Linked DNA regions of Gossypium hirsutum: region 2 is linked to region 1. Evidence: chromatin contacts called from public Hi-C data. All regions are on one chromosome and are shown on one strand. Each heading gives the region's core, a stretch centred on a gene start, on an enhancer-like site or on the middle of the called end of the contact. The rest is flanking DNA. Distances are from core to core; before and after follow the strand shown. Region 1 holds the start of LOC107913350 (protein CROWDED NUCLEI 4). Region 2 holds the start of LOC121223170.

Region 1 (4,735 bases), core at 1,421-3,920:
TCAGTCAAAACTTATTGTTGCTAGACTTTAGGAGTATCATATTAGTTGATATTTTCTAGTGATTTACGTATCAGGTTTGTTCCTATTTTTTAGTGATTTTTTAGTTGTAATTCAGCCTATATAAAGGTTTCATTATTCATTCAATAAAGTGCATCAGAATTCATATTATCAGAGTATTTCAAACTTCTATTTCCTCCTTTTATCCATTTGCTTAGTTTAACATTATGAAGTTTTTACACGTGAAAATTTCTTAAAAAATTTATAGATTTAAAATATATACTCCAAAAGTTTCTTTTAAAAAAACACATAGCACTCATGTGAAAGTAGTTAATTTGGTTTTCAACTAAATCAAGAGTGAGTTATAAAATACATACGGATAATTGTCAATTGAAGACCTTAACTCTTGTTTATAAAGGAATTCTGAAAAAAAAATGGTAATAAGTAATGAACGATGAAAATTTTCAAGTATAAATTTCATCTAAAAAACTTTGGGTATATATTTGATCTTGCCTCACAAATGATGAAATTTGAACAATCTTTTTACCTTTGACAACAATGGCAGTAAAAGAAAACAGAGAACATGGAGAAAATGAAGGTCTATAGAATGATTTTTAGTACTCAACAATGAAAAGTGTGTAATTTTTAGTTTTAGATGAAGGTATTATTAAAAAAAAATAACATAAAAAAGTGTTGACACAAGTGATATTTAATTATCACCTCCAACCTTCATTTATTTGAAACGCCCCATGAGATTTTGGGCATATCTCTAAGTAATTTTTGTAAAGTTTTATTCACCAAAAAAAAAATATCACCTCCAAATCTATTTTATTTATCTCCATCTTATAACAAAAAGTAACGTGCCTGTATAAAATTTTAAGCTTATCAAACAACTTATTATTTTAAAATAAGATGATACATTAGTATTAATTAATATATCACATTAGTATTAATTCTACCAAACGGGCTATTATACATTTACATGCGAGTCGTAACTCTAATTTCCTCTTAATACATGATGGCTAAGGATTGTTCATCCTAAAATTCACCTAGGTTCAAATCTTTGGTAAGCTTTTATTTAAGTAGTCTTCTTTAAACGTGAGGTATGCGTGTGTGATATAAATATGCCCCGAATGTATAAATATTAATCTTTTAATTTCATATTATAAAAAAAAGGGAAAAAAGACCTTCCTCTTAATACATGGTTGGTAAAAGATGAAATCTCATGGCTTTAAAACTTTTTCCTCCTTTAAGCCTTGCCGAATGGTTAAACCTTGCACTCACTTTCTCTTCTCTTTTTTCTTCCGTTACTTCTTTCTATTTTCTTTCTTAATTTTTCCAAACGAAGTAAGATGTTGCAGCTCCTCAAGTGGCTGGTTAAAGCCAAGCATGAGGTGAAAATCTTGGCAACATCTTATGTTGCCACATATGCCTTCATTTTCCACACTAAATTATTAGGTTAAGACCTAGCTTAAGAAGTATAACTGGCTTTAAATAATTAGCTATTTCAAGCTAAAATAGAAAAAATTCGCCCGTAGGTCTTAGCAATTATGTCAACGGATTTCCAAGATTCAGTCCGCACATTAATTGATTTTTTAAAATGAATTTTAAATTAAATCTTACATTAATTTAAAAAAGTTAATACATTGTTGTAGCTTTAATTTTTCTTTTGTGTTAAGTTAGCCTTTAAATTTAATAATTGTTCTCGTATTGAAGCTTAAATTAATTTTTGTCCAAATGAGTACTTGAATTTGGTAACTATTTTCGTATTGACACTTGAACTTTTTTTGTCCAAGTTAATTCTTATATTTCATTGAAAACTTTAAAGTTTAAGCCCTTATGTGGAACAAGTGTCTAATTCATGCCCCAATGTAAAAAAAAATCCTAATATAAGAGTACTTACCAAATTTAAGCCACAAATAATGATTTAACCTTTTCGTAAATCATCAAAATCAGAAGTGAGGAAAAAATTGAAAGATATAATGACTTTTTTTTATCGGCCTTCTAACTTTATAAAAAAGTCATTTTAGCCATCTATTTAATTTTTCATATTTTTTTGCCCTTAAACTTGTATTTTTGTCAAATCATCCTAGAATGAATGGGAAAGTTAATGTATTTAACTTTTTTGATGTTACATACACGTAGATTGTCAAGTAAACATGAATGACAAGTCAACATTTAATTAATTTTTAAAAATTTTAAAAATTCAAAAAAAAGTATAGAAACTATTTTTAAAAATTATAAATCATTAAAATTATTTAAAATTTATAAAAATATAAAAAATATTTTCTAATATTTTAAAAATTTTAAAAATGTTAATTAAATGTTGATGTGTCATTTATGTGCATACCATATTAACAAAGTTATCAAATATTAATTTCTTTCATTTATTTTAGGGTGATTTGACAGAAAATATAAATTTAAAAATTAAAAAAGACGAAAATTTAATTAGAGGACTAAAATGATTTTTTTTATAGAGTTGAAGAAAAAAGGTCATTATGTTTGAAATTCTTTTCCATAATTTTCTTGGTAGCTATTTTGGGAGGAAAAAGGAGAGGATAGATTTGGGTGCAAAATCAAGTACCCAAACGTGTAAATTAGCCCACAAACTCCAATGAAAACCAGCCGTTAATTATGTTTTTTAAATTTCAAATTAGCTGACGTTGGACGCTGACTGTCAATTCTTACTCTTTACTCTTCCGTCTAATCTTTGTTTAAAATTTCAATTTTCCTTTCCTTTCCCATTTTTTCCCCCACAAACTGGCAGCCTAAATTTCCCGATACGACATCGCTTTTGGATCATCCCAATAGAAAGTTCTTTTTCTTGGCGATTTCAACTCTCAAAAAAACAAAACCTCACTGAGTGGTGAGCCGGTGACTCAGTACTTTGATTCTCTCCCTTTCCCTCTTTACAGAGAAAAAGAAAGAAAAGTGAAGAATCATATTCAGAATAGCTACAGGCGTACGGAACTCTAGGGTTTTGGTGCCGTGATCTGGTTTAGAAGATGGCGAGTCCGATCACGCCGGGAAGCGGCAGGGCGTTGTCTATAATGCCGGGGTCTAGGGTTGTGAAGAGTCCTCTTAGTGACGAAACCATTTGGAAACGACTCAAGGAAGCTGGATTCGATGAGGAATCGATCAAGAAGAGAGATAAAGCTGCGCTTATTGCTTATATTGCAAAGCTTGAAGCTGAGGTTTGCTTCAAATCTTTTAACTGCTTTTCTCAAAAAATTTCATGGCTCTTCTTTTCCTTTTGTTTTTCTTTAAAGACTTGTTTGGTCGCGGGTGCAATTGGTCAAAGAGAGTAGTAGTATATTGAAATTTTAAATTGTGAATTGCGAAGGTCGCAATAAAATATGGACTTTTCTTTCTTTATATTGCGTTTCAGTTTTAAATTTTAAGACGAAAAGAAAATCAGATATGTATATTAATAAAAAGGTTAAGTAATGGAAGTGATCTCTAACAGATTTCAACATAAAACAGTAAGGGTTTTGGTACTTGAAAGATGCTAGCCTGTTGTATATAGAATTTGTTTTAATATTTTTGACATATTGTTAATCTAATAAATGTACTTAGTTATATTAGGGATTATGATATAATTACGACGCCATTTTTTAGATATTACGATACAATATTCTTGCTTGGTTCTTTTCTAAATTGGTGATAACCTTCTATATAAATAGGGCATTCTTGTATAAACTAAAACAATGTGTTCATAATATCGACAATTACTAGATGTAGGCTACCATAGTAGAACCACCTATTCCTCTGTGTCCTTGTGATCTTGTTTTCTCTTATTCTTTTCTCAAGTCAAATTTTAATGCCAAGCCATCAACTTAAGTCTTGTTTCTTGAATAAACCTTTTGGTTAAAGTTCCGTACTTCACTTAAATGTCCTTCTGGTTGCTAGTTGTGTTCCCTTGTAGAAGCTTTGAATGGAACAAACTTGATTTTTACCTAATATTCCAATTGCATTATTTGATTGAGGTGTTGTATCACCTTGCAATGCCCTTTAGGTGTGGTAGACGTCGTGGGCGTGCAAATGGCACATTGAGCTGTTAATTTTGTGGGATTATAAGAGCTTTTAGGAGCATTTATTGTTTGTTTTTTAGTGACTTCAATGATTTGTTTCGTTGTTTTTAGATAGCATTTCCTGTTTTCTGTGCCATTATTTAGGGATTGATTGCTATTTTAACTTCTGAGTTTTTGCACTTGTTAGTTCCTATGGATTTCATATTACTAAGCTGCAATCTTTACCTAACTTTATGCATGAATGAGACTTATGAATGCTTTGTTTGTACAAAAGATCAGAGTGAGGAATAATGGCATTCTTGGTTTAGCACAAGATGATCTATGCATTTCATGTTTTTCATAAGTTCATATTGTAAATCTTCCTTCATTTTGTGCTTCTTTCCACATAGCTTACTAGCATTTAGTTCTAATATTATCTATTCTTGTATTTAGCTCTTTGAGCACCAACACCACATGGGCCTTCTTATATTGGAGAGAAAGGAGCTTGCTTCCAAGTATGAACAAATTAAAGCCTCTGCTGAAGCAAGTGAGATAATGCAAAAGCGGGATCAAGCTGCACATGCATCTGCTCTTGCAGAAGCAAAAAAGCGAGAGGATGGTTTGAAGAAATCTTTAGGAGTTGAGAAAGAGTGCATAGCAAGCGTACGATTATCATTTGAAAGTCTCTTTTATTGAACTTGTTTTCCTTGTTCACTTATCTTTCAGCA
Region 2 (4,735 bases), core at 1,642-4,141, 230 kb before region 1:
TGTTCGAACAAGTATGGAGATAGAAAATTTAGAGCAAAGTGTCAATTCAAATTTTATAGGACCGACGGCTGCCAAGAGGCAAGCTGACCGAACGTAATAAAAATCTTAAGCTAGAATGTCCGTGGATTGGGGAGTCCACGGGCAGTAAGAAGGGTGCGGTATTTTTTAAAGTAGCAAAATCCCCATTTGGTCTTCTTTTTGGAGACAAAAATTGATAAAAAAATGTATGGAGAAGGTTAGAAGGAGCTATAGATTACTGAACAGGATTGATGTTGAGGTAAAGGGTTCTCGTGGTAGATTATGTTTGGCATGGAAAGCAGATATCTCGGTCAATTTGAGAAGTTTTTCAAAAAGCCACATTGATGTCACATTAAAGGCGGAAGGCGTCAAAGAAGAATGGAGATTCACGGGATTTTATGGCTCACATTATGTTCATAAGAAGAATGATTCTTCGATTCTGCTAAAAAACTTGGGTCAACAACAATCATTTCCATGGTTAGTAAGTGGAGATTGGTTAGTAAGTGGGCTGGGCAGGAAAAATTAAAAAAAGGCAAGAGGGGCTCAAGAGGAAGCTTACTAAGGACTTAGAGATACTGATTGAGAAAGAAAGGGATGATGATACATTGGCAAAGATTATTGATACTAAAATTCATCTTAATATGGAAATTGATAAAGAGGAAATGTATTGGGAATAGAGGGTAAGGGCAAACTGGCTTAAACTAGGAGATAAGAATTCAGCCTTTTTTCACAAATATGCCTCAAATCGTAAAAGAGTAAACACAATATCTAGGCTGGAACTTGATGAAAGAGGAGAGGTTACTGATAAGATTGAGATATATGAGGTTACTGATGGGTATTGACAATAGTATTCCACAAAATATTAATACTTTTCTACTGTCAACATTTACAGCAGACGAAGTGTATGTGGCCTTGAAAAGTATGGGGCCTACTAAAGCACCAGGACCCGATGGTTTTTCCGTATTATTTTTTAAAAAATTCTGGCGCATCGTTAGTAAAGACATCACAACCTTTTGTTTAGGAATTTTGAATGAAGATTAAAATTTTGGCTCTTTCAATTCAATAGATATAGTGCTGATCCCAAAGACCCCAAACCCTACAAATCTCGTTAATTATAGGCCTATTAGCTTGTGCACAGTTATTTACAAAATTGTGGCCAAAACACTAGCCAATCAACTTCAAGTAGTAATTGGGAGATGTATTGATACGACTCGGAGTGCTTTTGTCCCTGGCAGATTAATCTCTGATAACGTGCTTTTGGCTTATAAAATTTTGCACACTCTCCGACTAAAGCATACATGGAAGAAAGGATATATGGCAGTGAAGCTAGATATGAGCAAAGCCTATGATAGAGTTGAATGGGAATTTTTAAAGGAAGTAATGTTAAAGATGGATTTTGCTAAAGAATGAGTGGCATTAATTCTGAAATGCATTACCACAGTTTCGAATGTAGTAAACATTAATGGAGGAAGAGGAAAAAATTTTGAATCTACTAAAGGGTTGAGACAAGGAGATCCTCTGAGTCCTTTTCTTTCTCTTTTCTGTAGTGAGGGCCTTTCATCGTTGATGAGATTGGCAACAAAAGAGGGTCTATTAAAAGGCGCAAAGGCTAGCAGGCAGGGTCCAGCGGTATCATACTTGCTTTTTGTAGATGATTGTATATTGTTTGGAGAAGCAACACGTAATAGAGCGATGGTTTTAAAAGGTATTTTGAAGGAATATGAAAAGTGCTCAAGATAATGTGTGAATTTTAACAAATCTACGATTTTTTATAGTTCAAACACATTGGAAGGAAGAAAATGTAAAATTTCGTCATTAATAGGGGTAAGAAGTTCAACAAATCCGGAGAAATATTTAGGACTTCCCAATGTGCTTGGCAGACGAAAGAAAGAATCTTTTCAGAATCTTAAAGAGAGGATCCATGCAATAATTGAAGACTGGATTGTCAAACTATTATCACAATGGGGTAAGGAGGCTTTTATCAAATCAGTGCTTCAAGCAATACCCACCTATGTTATGTCTTATTTTCTTTTACCAAAATCTTTCTGTGGGGACCTCGAAAATGTCTTTGCTAAATTTTGGTGGCAAAAGGGATATGGGAAAAAGGAATTCGTTGGTGCCAGTGGAAGTTTCTGTGTCGACCGAAAGAAGAGGGCGGAATGGGTTTTCAGAGTATGACCCAATTTAATACTTTATTACTAGCAAAGCAAGGATGGAGAATTTTAAATAGTCCAAATTCTTTAATTGCGCAAGTTCTTAAAGTGAAATATTTTCCAAATGAGAATTTTTTAAATTCGCGCTTGAAGAATAATAGCTCGTATACATGGAAAAGCTTATGGGCGGCAAAAGGAATTTTAGGGGAGGGACTTTGCTGGAAGGTGGGTAGGGGCACGAATATCTCAGTTCTTCATGATGCATGGATTTTGGATACAAGAAATTATAGATTATCATCGATTATTAACAATTTATGTGATTTTAAAGTTGCTGAGCTTATTGATGTTAATAACAGAAGCTGGAAAATAGAGAACATTGTCAATACCTTTTTGAATGAAGTAGCAGAGAAGATTTTGCATATTCCTCTTGCGAAAGCACCTCGTGATGATTTTCTGGCTTGGAATGGTGAACTCTCGAGAGAATACTTTGTCCGTAGTGCCTATAAACTATTACAAAGGTCGGAAGATCCTAGTGTTTATGCTTTAAAAACTGACTAAGTAGTTTCTATAAAAAACTATGGCTATTAAATCTACCCTCCAAAATTAAGATTACAGTTTGGAAAACCTCCTTGAATTACTTGCCTACACGAGCTAACATGCAATACAAAAAGCTAATTACTAATGTCATTTGCCCCCGGTGTGAATCAGTAGTGGAAACGATGGACGATCTCTTCCGGGAATGCCCTGTATCAGTGACAGTATGGACAGAATTATCATTCCAGAAGCTTCTACAGGCTAATATGGAATTTCTACAATGGCTAACCTAGGTGTTTGCTCAGAATAACATTTCCTTATGCTGATTATTTTGTTGCGCGTTATGGACAATCTGAGGAGAAAGAAATAGTAGATAACATGAGAAAGTTAGTAGATCTGGGAAAGAAATTGCAAATTTTTTCCAGAGCTACATCAGAAAGTTAGATGAGAGTGAAAAAGAAACATAAAAAATTACCCAGAAATTCAGTAAATGGAAACACCCACCTAATCAGACAGTGAAGATTAATTTTGACGCAGCATATGATGAAAGATCTAGTCAAGCGGCTTCGGGGATAGTGGTTAGAAACACTGAAGGAAAGGCCCTAATATCTTGCTTAGAGATTCATCACCAGATAGGCTCAGCTTTTGCCGCGGAGGCACTCGCTTGCCGTAGAGCAGTCCAAATCGGGATAGAGATGAAATGGTCCAAGATCATTATTGAAGGTGATTCATTATCAATCATCAAGAAATGCAAGGAAAACAGAGAGGACAAATCACATATCAGAGCATATATACATGATATCCAGCAAATAATGTCCAGATCTAGAAACTTAACGTTTGAATATATCCCAAGAGCAACAAATAGTTTAACACATATACTAGCTAGAGAATCAATGAAGAAAAGGGAGGAGATATACCTGGTGGATAGTGTTCCTGAATATGCCGAATTTCAGAGAGTAAATGACAGTGTACGATAACCGGATTGAAAATGGATAGAGAAAAAGAGAAAGAAAGGGAAGCTGTGAAATGGGCAGATCAACAGACAAAGTGTTAAATACTCCCCTTGGAATTGTGAAAACGTCTTGAAGAAGAAATGCCAGCCTAGCAAACAAGATGTGTATCAGTTTTCTGATTGGGCAGAATAGGGGTATAATTATGGTATTCTAGAATATTCTTAGTTTAGTTTTAAATTTCCTTCCGGGCCAAAGCTTAACAGCGCGTTTGGTTGGGGGGTATGCATGCGTATTCCCCCCTATGCAGCGGGCCCACTGCTAAACGGCCGTTTGATTCGCTGTAATCCCAATCCGCGTGTAATCGGTTACCCCCTATGCAGTTATTGCGCGTAATAACTATTACGCTCCCTCATCCCCGATTTCCTAATCCGTGTTTTCCCCTTCTCTGCTTTTCCATTTTTTGCCCTCGTCCTCAGCCTTCAGATTCTTCGACGCCTCCTTACACAGGTAATTTCTTTTCCCTTCCACTCAGTCCGTCATTGATTTGAGTTTGTTTCTTTGATTTTCTTTATTTTATCAAGAAGGAGGAACCGATTTGCTGTTTTATTTTAACTGTTCACTAACCCAAATCGATTTCCCTTTTCTTATTTCAAACACCTTCTTCATCGCAATCTTGCCTAATTTTGCATTCACCCGGTTAGTTTTCCAGAGGTTTTTCCAAAGTTTGTTTTGCATGTTCGATTGAAAGACATAATTTTAGGGCTAAATAGTTTGTTTCGGTTCTTGCCTGTATTGCATTATTTGTTTCAGTTCTTTGTTTCGATTCTTGCCTGTATTGCATTATTTGTTTGAGTTAATCGATTTCTCTTTTCTTATTACAGGTTGTTGTTCATCGAACTCTTCCCCAATTTCCCTGGTTACAGGTTAGTTTTCCTTCCCAAGTAAAACTCCTCTACGATTTGTGAAGAGAAACTTGAGGGGACGAATATGCTCTCCCTTGCTATTCCTACTTAACTGCTTTCGATCTGTTGTTTTTGTTCTTTGGCATGCTAATGAGCTTTATGATTGTTTAGTTGT

Evidence for each region. A called contact is a pair of places that touch in the nucleus more often than the background predicts.
Region 2: a contact with region 1 is called in a Hi-C map of leaf, with 1.7 times the contacts expected there. The contact joins the promoter of LOC121223170 here to the promoter of LOC107913350 in region 1. A contact is called at or near these places in 4 of 34 Hi-C or Micro-C datasets (leaf and seedling).

Annotation. Positions count from the first base shown.
Region 1 is chrD11:29,444,040-29,448,774 of Gossypium_hirsutum_v2.1, reverse strand. It overlaps LOC107913350 (protein CROWDED NUCLEI 4), which reads left to right and starts at 2,670. Exons shown (of 9, transcript XM_016841905.2): 1 at 2,670-3,191; 2 at 4,461-4,670. The coding sequence starts at 3,003.
Region 2 is chrD11:29,670,623-29,675,357 of Gossypium_hirsutum_v2.1, reverse strand. LOC121223170 reads left to right here and starts at 2,891. Exons shown (of 2, transcript XM_041104266.1): 1 at 2,891-2,929; 2 at 3,185-3,682. The coding sequence starts at 2,891. The coding sequence ends at 3,682. LOC121223171 reads left to right here and starts at 227. Exons shown (of 3, transcript XM_041104267.1): 1 at 227-495; 2 at 1,566-1,723; 3 at 1,841-2,196. The coding sequence starts at 227. The coding sequence ends at 2,196.